Linked DNA regions of Triticum aestivum: region 2 is linked to region 1. A link is a contact called in public Hi-C data. All regions are on one chromosome and are shown on one strand. Each heading gives the region's core, a stretch centred on a gene start, on an enhancer-like site or on the middle of the called end of the contact. The rest is flanking DNA. Distances are from core to core; before and after follow the strand shown.

Evidence for each region. Hi-C and Micro-C count contacts between places; a contact is called where the count stands out from the background.
Region 2: a Hi-C map of leaf shows a contact between it and region 1, with 8 times the contacts expected there. The contact joins two enhancer-like sites. A contact is called at or near these places in 3 of 5 Hi-C or Micro-C datasets (leaf and an unstated tissue).

Annotation. Positions count from the first base shown.
Region 1 is chr3B:543,952,620-543,960,166 of IWGSC CS RefSeq v2.1, reverse strand. No RefSeq gene overlaps it. Among protein-coding and RNA genes, the nearest start is that of LOC123070815, 13 kb to the right of the region's middle. Within about 2 kb of position 2,741, at least 1 of the 8 cell types and tissues checked has an H3K27ac peak or open chromatin away from gene starts, as enhancers often do.
Region 2 is chr3B:544,923,942-544,931,488 of IWGSC CS RefSeq v2.1, reverse strand. No RefSeq gene overlaps it. Among protein-coding and RNA genes, the nearest start is that of LOC123065679, 110 kb to the left of the region's middle. Within about 2 kb of position 3,063, at least 1 of the 8 cell types and tissues checked has an H3K27ac peak or open chromatin away from gene starts, as enhancers often do.

The sequences.
Region 1 (7,547 bases), core at 1,492-3,991:
GGCCTTTTTCATCAAGAAAACTCTAGAAAAATGTAAACTTGTCAAAACCCCAAACAAGTGGGCGTGGTGCCTTGAATTGATCATACAACACCATGAAATAAATTGGGGATCATTTGAGAAATGTCAAAAAAAAACTAGGGACATTTCAATGATCTCGAAAAGAAAGGTCACGGCTAAAAACAATCACATGTTTGAAAAAAGATTGTGGGTTTAATAAAAGTTCACAAAAATTGGAAAAGGTTCGTGAAACTTGAAAAAAGTTCAAAAATGGAAAAAAAATCATGAGCTAAAAGTACGTGCATTTGGAAAAAGCTCATGGCAAAATTCATGAATTTGGGAAAAAGTTCATAGATTTGAAAAAGGTTCACGAATTTGGGAAAAATCATGAAAATTTAAAGATTTCATGATTTTTTTTTAAATCAGCAATATCAAAAAAGTTTAGGAAATTGGAGAAAAAGTTCACAATTTTTTTAATCACTAATTTGAAAAAAAACTCACAAGCTAAGAGTTCATGCATTTGAAAAAAAGTTCATCGCTAATAAATTCACAAATTTGGAAAAAAATAGAGTGAAAAACATTTAGGAAATTTGAAAAAAGTTCATGAATTTGGAAGAAAAGTTCACAAGCTAAAAGTTCATGCATTCAAAAGGAGGTCATGGCTAAAAAATTCGTGGAATTGAAGAAAAATCATGAATTTGGAAAAATTCATGAAAATTTAAAAAAGTTCACAAAGAAGTTTGCAAATTATGAAAATAAAATAAAAGGTACAAAAGAAAGAAAGAAAGAGAAAATGACAAAAAAATTGTGAAATAGTAAAAGAAAAAACAAAGAAAGAGAAAAAAATCTGAAGGAAAACCGCCAAACAAAAAAAAGAAAAACCAGACTGATGTTGCGCTACTTTTTTTATCGTTATATTTACTATACAAAAAGCGAAAAAGGAGGGAAGTGGGCATCGCGAGTAAATTGGACTAGTTAGTTATCCGCTCGAAGGAAACTACATTGACGGAGTTCGAGGAATTTCCTATTGGACGCTCGTTGCGTCAACAGTCGACGCATCGCATAGAGCCAGCGATCCAGCGCTACCCTTGGGCCGGCCCATTTAATGTGTTCCAGTGTTTCTTGTTTTGGGAACCTTCTAGAAGGTTCCCAAAACCAGAAAAACCGGCTGGGAAACTCTAGAAGGTTCCCTCAACCGGTTTATCTTTATTTCGTTTTTTCTTTTCTGTTTCTTTTCCTAATTTCTTCTTTCGTTTCTTTTTTCTCGTTATTGTTTTCTTGTTTTTTTTCAGTGTTATTTTATCTTTTAAACTAAGTACATATTCAGATTTGTTCATAATTTTCGAAAAATGTTCTTGCTTTTAAAAAAAACTCTTTCAAATTTTCGAATATTTCTTCTTCTTTTCGTTTTTAGTTATTTCTGTTTCTTTTTTATTTTATTCTTTTTGTTTTTTCTATTTGTTTTCTTTCTTTGGTTTGTTACCTTATTTTCTTTTCTCCTCTTTTTTATAAAAATATTCAAATTTTGTTTGTGTTTCCATAATATGTTCAGTTTTCAAAAAAAATGTTCTCAAAATTCAAAATTTGTTCTCGTTACCCAAAAAAGTTCAAAACTTTCGAAATTCATATAATGTACCAGATTTAAATTGTTTTGTTCATGTTTTCAGAAAATGTTCGCACTTCCAAATTTGTTCAGGATATTTCAAATTTGTTCTCCGTCTCAAAATTTGTGCTCAATATTCAAAAAATATTCGTGCTTTAAGAAATTGTTCGCGCTTCCAAATTTGTTCTCCGTTTCAAAATTTGTTCCCAAGGTTCGAAAAAAATGTTCATGCAATCAAAAATTGTCTGCTCTTCTAAATTTTGTTCTCATTTTCAAAATTTTGTTCTCTAAATTCAAAATAATATACGGGATTTTAAATCACAATTTCGAAAAATGTTCTTGTTTTAATTCTGTTCCTTTTTTCACCACTGTTTCAGGTTCCCAAAAAATGTTCGTGTTTTCAGAAATGTTCCGGTTTTCAGATTTTGTACACAATTTCAATAAAATATTCTTTTGTAATAAATACTTGCAAATTCAAAAAAAGTTGCCGTGTTTAAAATTTTGTTCACATTTCCAAAAAAGCGTACAATACAAATTTTGTTTGCATTTTGAAAAAAGTTCCTGCTTTATTTTTTTGGTGCTGAATTAAAAAAATGTTCCTGTTTTCCATTTTTAAAAATACTAAAAAATGATCGTGATACCAAAAAATGTTCGTGTTTTTCGCAATTTGTTTTTTTCAGAAACATTTTTGGAAATTGTTTGGGTTTTGGAATCTGTTTGGGGTTCGCAAATTTTGTTTGTATTTCATTATTGAATCAGATTTAAAAAACATCTTCACTTTTCCAAAAAGATGGAATACGAGAAAAAGCGGCATTTGGAAACTGCTCGTAATTTTCAAGAAATATTTTCAAAATGTTTTCCAAATCTCAGCGCTAGTGTCTGTTCTTATATATTTCTGCACTTTTTATCTTCAGATGGTGGCGTATAGTGTAGTGGCTAATGGCTTGTTGTTGAAATCGGAGGTTGTGGGATCGGTTCCTGGTACTCGCTACCTGGTTTTCAGCTCTTTTTGTCGCGCGCGAAAGGAAACAAAAGATCGGGTTGGTGGGCCGGCCCAGTCAAGTGTCAACACTGTGCGTCGAGCTGCTGTTTGACGCAAAATGCGTCACATAGGAGGTCTCGGAGTTCGAGTCCTACAAATTGTACTATGAGTTTTCTAAAATTTAAAAGAGCGAAAAAAAGTAAGTGAACCGAGCCCATGAAGGAGAGGAGTGTGCACCTGGCGGAAATGGGCCGGCCAAGTCGAGTGGCCTGTGCGTGCTGGCGTTTATTGCACCCTACTCCTCAAACGTAGGATGTATACATTTCGGTTGGCGACCCACTGTACATACATGTCAAAGGTCCATATTACATTATTACACTTACCGCTACGCTGGATTCATACTCTCTCTCTCTCTCTAAACTAGTCGTTCGCTTCCTTTCTTCCAGGAGAAGAAAGAAAGGCGATCTCGCCTCTGCCGCCAGGGCGCCTTACTCCGCCGCCGTCCTCCGGCGGCTCCCCTTCGCCGACGACCTCGGTCGTCGGTGGTGAGGGGAGTCGCCGGATCCACGCGTGTGGTTTGTTTTAGGCATTAGTTTTTTAGGGTTTTTGGTTGTTCATCGTTATGGCTTCGGCGATGGTGATGACGGCGCCGACTAATAAATTCTCAGATCCTTTCTCAATGGGGCGATCCATTTTTGGGGTGGATTTGGAAACCAGACTGTTCAAGCAAGGATGGCGCGGCGGCGGCGGCATCTTTGTGGTGGACCTATGTCCTCGGGCTTCGCCGCTGCGACGGCGTTTGCTCCAGCGCCGACGCGGAGTTTGGGAGGTAGTCCAGGAGCGGATGCAGATTGTGGTCTGCATCGACGGCATCTGGAAGATGGTGGATCTGGGTTCGTGGTTTGTGGTAGGCAGGTATGGTTTTCTCCTCCAACGTCTTAGTTGGGCAGGGGTGCCAGATCTGGAGTTTGATGGCGTGTCCGGGGTGTTGCCCCGGTCTGATTCGTTCAACGGCAATGGTTTCGCCTTTATTGGCGAGCCACCTTGGAGGTCCGCAAAGCTGCATATCAGCGATGGAGCCGCGTCGAGCTCGGGTGTGAAGGTGATCCGTCATTTTCTCCTTTGGTGGCTGTTATGGTGGTGCCAGAGGCAGGTGACGGACGTTGGTGTCAAGCTCAGAGAATTCTTCAGTCTTGTTTGTAATTTTACTTCTTGGCTGGTGCTCCTATGTGCAAAGGCTAGTGTTCTGCTGTCTTTTCAGTATTGTCAGGTCGGTATATACGTGGCTTGTACTATGATCCTTAAGATATAATGAGACATGTATTACCATGCAAAAAAAACATTATTACACTTACCATAGGAAGGGGCTGTACCGAGGTGAGACTGGTACAAACCGACGCAATGCAGCTTGTTCATTGGATCAAGTCGTCTGACAGCGATCTTGCCCCGAATGGAGTAGCACATTTTAGCTACTCCCTCCGTTTTAAAATAGCGAAAAGTATATTTTTCATTTTTTAATTTTTAACGGAGTCTAGATTTGGTTTCTTATCTTTGAAACCGGACAACTTGCACCCCTAACTGTTGAAACCGGACAAGATTCATCCCAGGTCTCGGTTTTGAGCGGTTTTGGTGCTGGCTCACCCCGGTTTTGAACGGTGCTACTTAAATACGTGTATATCTTTGAAATATTTGAATCTTTTGAAATTCTTATACTTTTTCCAAATATCTGTACTTTTCACATTCACGTAAAAATTTCAAGTTCACACACCTTTTTGAAATCCACACCGAGGTGAGACTGGTACAAACCGACGCAATGCAGCTTGTTCATTGGATCAAGTTGTCTGACAGTGATCTTGCCCCGAATGGAGTAGTACATTTTAGTAACTCCCTCCGTTTTAAAATAGCGAAAAGTATATTTTTCATTTCTTAATTTTTGAAGGAGTCTAGATTTGGTCCCTTATCTTTGAAACCGAACAACTTGCACCCCCAACTGCTGAAACCGGACAAGATCATCCCAGGTCTCGGTTTTGAGCGGTTTTGGTGCTGGCTCACCCCGGTTTTGAACGATGCTACTTAAATACGTGTATACCTTTCAAATATTTGAATCGTTTGAAATTCATGCACTTTTTCCAAATATCTGTACTTTTCATGTTCACGTAAAAAATTCAAGTTCACAGACCTTTTTGAAATCCACACTATTTTCAAATCCATGTACTTTTTCAAGTTCACATAATTTTCCAAATTCCCAGACTTTTTTATAGTTCGCGTATTTTTCTCAAATCCGCGTAATTTTTTCATGTTCGTGTACTGCTTTCAAATCCGTGTACTTTTTCAAATTCATGAACTTCTATAGAAAGTACGCGGATTTAAAAAAAACACTTGAACTTGAAAATGGTATGCATACCTGAATAAAATAAACAGATTTAAAGAAAGTACGTGAATTTGAGTCAAAACACGGTCAAAACTGGCAAAAGTCAGCACCAAAACCGGTCAAAACCGTGTTCAGGGACGAACCTTGTCCAGTTTTAGTAGTTCGAGGTGCAAGTTGTCCGGTTTCAAAGTTGAGGGACCAAATCTAGACTCGAACAAGAGTTAAGGGATGAGAAGTATACTTTTCTCTTTAAAATATAGTGTTTTCTCTATTTTCGTGTTTCAAATTTGACCATAAGTTAACCAACGAGACCGACTACGATGAGAGCAAAAGTTATATCAATGCATTCATATTCAATAGAAGTTTTCAATTATATATTTTTTTTCCGTCGTAATCGGTGTCGTTGGTTAAATATATGGTTAAAATTAGGCCTCAGGAAGCGCGGATGCATTATATTTTGAAATGGATGGAGTACCGTCGCTACGCGTCGTGCCAGCCTGCGCATAGCTAGCCACCACACCCCGACGCTATGTCACGCGTCGCTGTAGTACTGCGCACGCTGCGTTGCATTGCTCAATCGCATGGCAGCTCGCATGCAGCAACCGATCGAGGCCGCAAGCGCCGCCGCAAATGACAAAGCTCACCCTGCACGCAATGCAAATAGTCCAATTACGCTGTTGACAGCTTGAACACACGCAGAGACAAACGCAGAGGCACGAGGTAGGCCGCGACAACTCGGCAGGAGGAGGTGGCGAACGGGTGAGGGCGACGTCCATGGGCCCGCGCCGCGACACCGAGGGCGACGCGTCGGGGCCCTGCCCGCCCGGCCTGGCGGGAGGTTTTGGATCTGCACGCGCCGGGGCCCGCCGCGCCTGCAGTTTTGAAACTTTATACGGAAGACGCATGAGCGAGCGACGACGACGGATGGATCGATGCGCGGGTAGGCCGCCGTCGTCGTCGTTTGGGAGTGGCAGGCGTAGGGAGCAGTGGCAGGGACAGCGCAAACGGATAATATCCTCTATAACACTAAGCTTTCTAATTTTAAAAAGTTCACATTTAATTGAAATCTTCAATTAAAATATGGTCATCCGATTTTGATCACGTCAACAAATTTCTCAAAGCTATCTCATTCAAAAAAATTTACACTATACACTATATTTTCTAAATTTTAAGGTCTCACAATTAATTGAGATATTCAATTTAGAATTGACTCAACCGATTTTAACCGGGTCAATACTTTCTCAAGCTCTTCCATTCAATTCTTTTCATTCACTACTAGCAATGTGCCCGTGCGTTGCAACGGATCCAAAGTAGAATAATACATCTTCACAAATTTGAAAAAAAACAGTCTATTTTTGATATACATATATCACTAAAAAAATACTCCCTCCGTTCGGAATTAGATGAACCGAGGGGGGGGGGGGAATCGTGAACAAAGCAATTTTACAAACAAGCCCTTCCCAAATTTGAAATCGTTGCAATCTGCCCCAATTTCCCGTCCGCCGGACGCGTTCCACCGCGAGGAACTCCCGCCGGCCAGAACCTCGATCTCCAGCCGGCCAGAACATCGTGCTCTCTCCATGCAGCACCTTGAGCTCCATCCCCAACCCTAGGACCACGCCGCCAGCGCCAGCTCCTCGAGCTCCCGCCGCCCAGCACCTCGAGCTCCATCTCCGGCAGCAAGATAGCGCCGCCGGCTCCAGCACATAGAGCTCCGTCTTCGCCGCTGCCAGGCTCAGGCGCCGCGCCTCCATCTTCCCCTCCTCCTTGCTGTAGCGTGGCCAGGCGTCACTGCAGCCTGCACCTTCACACGGACGAGCTCCTCCACAGCGAGGTTCATTCCTTCACGGTCAGGAAGGGGAAGACCTGCTCCCTGCCGGTGCTCTGCTCCCCATCTTCCTGCCAGAGCTCTACTTCCCTTCTCGCCAGTAGATCTCCGGCAAGCTCCATCAAGTTTTAGAGTTCCTCACTGAAGAAGAAGGTACAGGGAATTGTAAATCTTCACATACTGCAATATGAAGAAGTTACAGGGAATTCTAAATCTCAGGCTTTTTTGATTTTCACATACTGCAATATAAGAACCAGAAGAACCAGATTTAAATTGGCTTCCTCAAGAAGAACAAGATATTAATTGGATTCCTCAAGAAGAACCAGATTTACATTTCATTCCTCAAGAAGAACAAGTACCAGATCTGAATTTGATTCCTCAAGAAGAAGAAGTACAAGTACACCTTGAAGCAAATGAAGAAGAAGAAGAAGTACAACTTGAAGATGTTGAGCATCCAAAAAGCAGAGAACTGACAAATAAGGAGAGATTTGGTGTTTATTTTGCTCTCAAAGTAATCAGGAACAAAGACGGACAAGTGGTGAAAACAGACAAGAAGCTCATTGCCGACCTACTAAAGACAAGCCTAACCATTGTTGGCAGAATATGGAGAAGAGCAAATCACCAAGTTGAACGAGGGGTGAAAGTTGATGTCTCGAACCAAAAGAAAGGTAATGTCGGTCATAAGCCAAAAGATCTGGACCTGTCAAGGATGGCGACAATCTCACTAAATAGGCGGAGGACATTTCGAAGTCTATCAAGGTCCTTG
Region 2 (7,547 bases), core at 1,814-4,313, 970 kb before region 1:
TCTAGATTGGTTCCGCCAAGGTTCCGCCTCATGGCAGCGGAGTTTCGTCCCGTAAGCTTGCCTCTGATTTTTTTTTCCAGGGTAAAAGCCTTCATATAGCAGAAGATGGGCACCGGAGGGCCACCAGGGGGCCCAGGAGACAGGGGGCGCCCAGTAGGGGTGGGCGCGCCCCCCACCCTCCTGGCCTGGGTGTGGGCCCCCTTTGGTAGTTTCTTCGCCCAATAATTCTTATTAATTCCAAAAATAACTTCCGTGGAGTTTCAGGATTTTTGGTGCTGTGCAGAATATGTTTCCAATATTTGCTCCTTTTCCAGCCAGAATTCCAGCTGCCAGCATTCCCCCTCTTCATGGTAAACCTTGTAAAATAAGGGAAAGTAGCCATAAGTATTGAGTTATAATGTGTAATAACAGCCCATAATGCAATAAATATTGATATAAAAGCATGATGCAAAATGAACGTATCAGAAATCCATCAACATCCCAACGCAGATCCCGTTAAAGGGAAGGCGGTCATGTCCTGTGATCATATGTTGCGGAGGAAGGATGCAAGGAAACCGAGTGAAGGTGCCACCCAACTTCCTGATAGATGGTTGAAGCCGCCCCCAGGCTGGTCTAAGCTCAACGTCGATGGTGCGTACTACAACACCGATGGTACAAGTGGCGCAGGAATGATACTTCGTGACAGCCAAGGTCAAACTATCTTCGCTTCATGTCGATTCTTGACTACCTGCTCTAGTGCTCTAGAGGCGGAGATGGCAGCGTATATGGAAGGGGTGGCTGTAGCGCCGGAATGGAGCATTGAACCCTTCATTATCAAAACTGACTGCGGTGTGGCAGCGGACATGATCAGGGATCCCGCCCTGGACCGGTCCCCTGTAGCTTCCCTCATGGGAGAGAAGAAACACTTGCTAGGCCAGGGTAGGGAGTATGTTGTATCACATGTGAGGAGAGATCAGAACCATGTAAGCCATAGGCTAGCCCAGATGGGACGTACTATTCCAAAAACTGTTGTGTGGATTCGTACCATGCCTGAGGAGATAAAGGCCTTGTGCCTGCAAGATTGTAATGGACCCAGTTAAGTAATGAAGTTCCAGTTTTTCGCAAAAAAATGTTAGGGCCCCATTTTGCTTTTCGCACCAGACCCCAAATTCCTGGAGACAGTCCTGGATGTCATCTTTGTGATGTAGTAAACCACACATTTTGATTGCTTTGCTTTCTGTTTTTATAGTTTTCTATTCTTATGACATTCTTAATCCTATGAACCATTTCGAAAAAAAATCCTATGAACCATTAGTACGTTGGTACATGCAGAGCATGTCCCCTCTAGTCCACATTCCAAACACACAGTACATTTTTGAATCAGGGTGCCGAATGGAGAAAATGCATAAAATCTTTGATGGGACTGTACTACATTGTCCCTGCATGCTCACGCTGCCTAATACCAAAACCTGGAAACCCACCGCAAAGTGTCTAGTGGCTTCTATCAATAGTGACTGCATGCAGAGGAAGGCAGGTGGCGAATCTGGGCAACTTTAGTTGTTCGATCCAGTGAGTCTTAGAGGGTGTTTGTTTCCAGGGACTTTTTAGTGTAGGGACTAGAAAAAATTCCTCTTACAGACTTTTTAACAAAATAGGAGGAACAACTATGGACTAAAAGTTGCTTTTTGGGACTAAATGAAGAAGACTCTCAAGGAGAATCTTTTTTGAGACTTTTTGAGACTCCTAGGACTTATGAACCAAACAAGGCCTTAGTGTGATGAGTGGTTCATGGCATCCCAGCTTCCAGATCAATGGCTTGGATCACTTTAAAGTAATGAATGCAAGTTAAAAAATTCGTGCACTATAGAGCGGTATGAAAATGAAGCCTTACTTTGAGTTGTCTTCGAACATGGGGACTTTCATAGGTCAGGCCTGCCAGCGCTACTTATTTGAAAAAGATTCGGCCCGTTCCAAAATTGTGAGATCAAAGAAAAACTTATTGGGTGATGCTATCTGCATTTTTTATTCGGTGCTTACACACTCATTAGTTCGTTCTTTCATATGCTCACGTGCTTTCCCAATTGGGCTGGCCATATAACCCTCCTTACTGGCGGACGACCTGACGCCTCAAGCACCCGGGAGAAGGGAGAACCCAAAATCACTAATTAAGGGTGTCTTTTGCAAAAGTCACTTCCACCTTCTCAAGTTGCGCCAACTGATGCACTTTATGTGCTTCACTTTCGCAGTCTGTGAGTTTCTCCTTTTTTTCGTAGATTCGTTTATTCAAAATGTTTTATCTCTTAAATCATGTGTTCAAATCCCGAACCATGTTCACCGTTGGATTTCTCATGTTGAGATTTTTAAAACTAGATCCCATGTTAATAGGTTTTGAGAACTTTTTTTCATGAAAAAAGCCGAAAAAAACTGGAAGAAAAAAATACGAGCTGGAAGCACAGTATTCCACCAGTTTTTCCCTTTCCAAGTGGCGACGTTGTGCCTCCCGTGGAAGAAAAAACTCTTTTTTTCGTTCGGAGAGGCAAACCTCTCATAGAAGCAAACTTTTGCCTCCACAGAAGTAAATCTGTTCCTTCCAGGAAAGAAAAAAACACATGCTTTTTTCTTTCCGAGAGGCACAACTGTTTCTCTCGTGGAAGCAAACCTGTGCCTCTCATAGAAGAAAAAAAATCGATGAACTTTTTTTCAGTTTCGATGAACTCTTTTTCCAAATTTTATGAACTATTTCGGAAAATTGATAAACTTTTTCTAAAATCTATAAACTTCTTTCGAAATCAATGAACTTTTTCGAAAACAATGAACTACTTTCAAATTTGATGAACTTTTTCTTCTAATCGATAAACTTTTATTTCAAATTTGATGAACTTTTTTCAAAATATATAAACTTATTTTCATTAAATCGACTTAAAAAACAAATTTTTTAAAAATGCGTAATAACTAGCGCGACTATTATGGTACTTAAAGCATTCGCGTTTGCAATAAATCAGTAGTCTTCCCGTGGTCGAGTGGTTAGCTGGGCCGGCCCACTAGTGTTGCCTGTAGGCGCCTGTTCGGTTCCACGGCGCCGAACGCGCCAAATAGGAGCTCCCATGACGCATTCTGCATTTTTTTTGAGACAAATGACGCATTCTGCATGAAACTGTCGAACTTTCGCACAGGAGCTAGCGATCGAGCTGTGAGCTGGGCCGGCCCTCTAAGGTGTTCCAGTTTCCCCCTTTTGGGAACCTTCTAGAGCTGTCCAACCAGTTTTTCTAGAAGATTCCTGAACCATTTTTAACTTTTCTCTTTTTCTGTTACTACTTCGTTCTTTTTTTGTTGCCTTTTTCTTTTCTTTCCATTCTTATTTCTTTAATTTACATTTTCAATTTTCAAGTTTATTTATCTTTTGCTAGTCCATATTCAAAAAATAAAAAACGTTCCCATTTTTTGAAATTGATTCATAATTTCAGAAAATGTTCCTTTTACAAATTTTGCTCCGAACTTCCAAAAAAGAATAGAATTTCAAGTTTTGTTTGCCCCTTTATTAAAGGTGAAAAAAAAATCCCAAATGTTTCACAAAATGTTCAAAAATACAAAAAAATATAATTTTAAAATATTCATTTATTTTAAAAACACAAATTTCTATCGGAATTTCATATTAAGAAATCCAAAATTATAAATTTCAAAAATAAAAGTAAAAGTAAAAGTAAATTAATTATGTTTGCAAATTCAAAAAAATACATCTTGAATTTCCAAAATTATTTGTGTTTTCAAAATTTGTATACAGATTCACAAAATCCTCGTGTTTTCAATATTTGTTCGCAAATTGTCCATAATTTCGAAAATGTGAGTGTGTTTTTTAAAATAAAATCCTGTTTACAAAATTTGTGCATGAATGGAAAACTATTAATGTTTGAAATTTGTTCGCAAATTCAAAAAATGTTCTAGGAAATTCATAAAATGTTGGTACTTTGAAGAAATTGTTCATAATTTCAAAATTGTCCGAGTTTTCAGAAAAAATCCTGTTTTCCAGAAACTGTTCTTGTTTTGAAAAACTGTTCGTAGTTTCAAAAATTATTACAGTTTTCTATTTTGATCCCATTTTTTCACAAAATGTTTGAGATTCCCAAATGTTTCACAAAATGTTCAAAAATACAAAAAAAAATTAGAATTTTAAAATATTCATTTATTTTAAAAGCACAAATTTATATCAGAATTTCATATTAAGAAATCTAAAATTATAAATTTCAAAAATAAAACTAAAAGTAAAAGTAAATTAATTATGTTTGCAAATTCAAATAAAACATCTTGAATTTCCAAAATTATTTGTGTTTTAAAAATTTGTATAGAGATTCGTGAAATCCTCGTGTTTTCAATATTTGTTCGCAAATTCAGAAAATGTTCAGGGAATTTCATAAAATGTTTATGTTCTTAAAAATTGTCCATAATTTCGAAAATGTGTTTTTTTAAATCCTGTTTAAAAAATTTGTGCATGAAAATTATTTATGTTTGAAATTTGTTCACAAATTCAAAAAAAATTCTTGGAATTTCATAAAATGTTGGTGCTTTGAAGAAATTGTTCATAATTTCAAAATTGTCCGAGTTTTCAAAAAAATTCCTGTTTTCTAGAAACTGTTTCTGTTTTGAAAAACTGTTCGTAGTTTCAAAAATTATTATACTTTTCTATTTTGATCCCATTTTTTCACAAAATGTTTGAGTTTCCAAATTTGTTTGTGGTTTAACAAAATTTCTGAGTTTTTACAAATTTGTTTGATTTTTTTTTTCAAAAATCGCGTGTCAATCAAAAAGAAAATTTCATTCAACTTTCCAAAAAAGATCATATAAACTGCGCTGCCATCATAGGCAAATAATCTTACGTAATACAGTGGCTAGCGAAGTTGTTCAGTCCCGCGAGGTCTTCTGTTCGATCCCACTCATGCACTTTAACTTTTTTAGACTTTTTATGAATTGGTGTCTAAGCTACTTGATGAGATGGTAACAGAGACAAGAGTTTTTACCCAGGTTCGGGCTCTACAGGGAAGATAATACTCTATGTCGTGCTCATGTTTTATTATGTTGGAGTGTATCGAGAGTACAAACTACTGAGATAGTAAGTTTTCCATCTACAATTCATGCCCCTCCGTTTATATAACATAGTGAAGGGTCCCATGGTACATGGATCCTAGTGGACTACGTACAAAGAGGTAGAGTCCTCTACGATCCCAACTCTTATTATGCACGTCAAGTCTTTTGAAACCTTCATGTTATACGTCATGGGCCCACATGGAACCGACAAGGGGTCCTCGACATTTACCAGGACAGGAACCGTCATGATGAGAGGCCCTTAGCCGGGACACAGCCACCAATACATATATTTTTTGATTTCCATGTACACGCTCGGGTTGCAGTTGCAGTATTAGTTGACGCCAATCATATGCTATCTGATTTCTTTGCGCGCACGATATTAGCTAACACTAACTTTGAAAACACAATGGAAAAAAATGCGGAATGTACATTTTTGTATACATGAACATTTTTATAAAACACAATCAAAATTTGTAAAATATAGTGTACATTTTTTCTACACGTTCTTTTACAAAAAAAACAATGGAGGTTTTTAAAACATACTATGAACAATGTTTTTACAAATATGCTGAATTTTATTCAAATAAACAATGTACATTTTTTATACATGATGAACATTTTGAAAACACACACTAAACATTTTTAAAATACCAGACGAGCACATTTAAATTACATGAGAACATTAAAAAAACAACGATTAAATGGTGAATTTTTTCAAATTCCATGATGAATGTTTTTAGGAAACAATAGCCTTTTTAAAGTATATAATAAAAATATTACGATTTAAAAACAGAAAAATGAAGATGAAAAAAGAGGAAAGAACAACATAAGGATAAAATAGAATAGAAACGGGAAAAAAGAAAAGGAAAAACAGAAACATGCTACACACATCCCAAGAAACCATACTGAACCCGAACAGGGAACCCAAGCAAAAACAAAATGAAACACTAGACGTAAATGGGCTGACTGACTCCACCCGCGGCAGGTAGGCCAGTGCTACTTCTTGTTTTGTGCTAAAAAAATGAAACCACAAGCGGCATCATTTGCAAAGTTCACTCGCACCTTCTAAAGCGCGAACAAGTGGGGCACTGCATGTGCCCCATTTGAGGCAACCTGATAGTTTTCTCTTTTTCATAAATTTATTTATTCAAAGCGTTTTATTTCTTGAACGATGCATCCAACCGTTCTCATGGTTGGATTTCTTTCGTCGATATCTTTGAATTAGATTCAATAAATAATAAGTTTTAAATATATTTTTCTCAAAAAACTCGGAAGTAAAAAAATCAGAGCTGGAGACATGGTTTTTTCTTTACTATTTCCCCTTTCTGGGAGTTATAACTGTTATTCTCATGGAAGCAAATTTGTGCCTCCACGAGAAGCAAATCTGTTCCTCTCATGGAATAAAAAAAAAATACATTTTTCCCTTTTTGAGATGCACAACTGTCCTTCACAAGTAAGCAAATCTATGCCTCCAAGAGAAGCAAATTTGTTCTTTTTGTGGAACAAAAAAACACTGATTTTCCTTTTCGAGAGGCACAACTATGCTTCTCGCGGAAGCAAATTTGTGCCTACACGATAAGCAAATTTGTGATTCTCATGGCAATAAAAAAAAGTGTTTTATTCCTTTTTCGAGAAGCACTGCTATGCTTCTTACGGAAGCAAATTTGTGCCTCCACGCGAAAAAGTAATGCATTTCCCCCCTTTTCGATAGGCACCGATATGCTTCTCGCGGAAGCAAAATCTTTGCTTCCGTGAGAAATAAATTTGGCTTCCCGTGGAATAAAAAACACGCTTTTTTCCTTTCTGAGAGGCATAGTTGTGCTTCTCGCGGAAGCAAAAAGATTCATGATTTCTTTCTTATTGATTATTATTTTCTCTAAAACATAGGAAAAACCGAGAAGGCAAAAAACTTGAAAAATAATAATCTAAAACCTGATAACGCATACAGAAAAAACACAAAAACCCGAGGAAGCGCCCAATGTGTGACATATCACACATGGCGGCAGCTGGACGACCCGCTTGACCCGCTTTCAGCCCCCCAAAATGACCCTTGCTGGGCTCCAAATAAGTGGGACTTCCTATATGCCGCTCGCTGCAGGGAACTGCCAAGTAAACACACATGGGGTCTGGCTAGGCCGGCCCAGTAGAGATGAGAACTTTTTTTTGAACGGAGAAAGAGTCCCAAAGGGCACGGACTTATATTAGATAACCATGCAACGTTTTACATAAGGATGCAACAAAGAGAAAATTACAACCCGGTCCAAACACTTTCCAGATAGGAGGACCCCAGAAGACAAAACTGAAACGCAATCGATTCATTGTCACCGGCTTCATTCTTGGCCAGATCCCACCGCCACCGGGGACGAGACCACTTGGGGCGGAGGAAGGGCTACAACACCACACGTGAAGGACCGGAGGCAGAAAATGGAAATACTAGGTCGAAGCACCAATTAAGCTGCCTCCCTTTAGGCTCGACGGGCGGGAAGAAA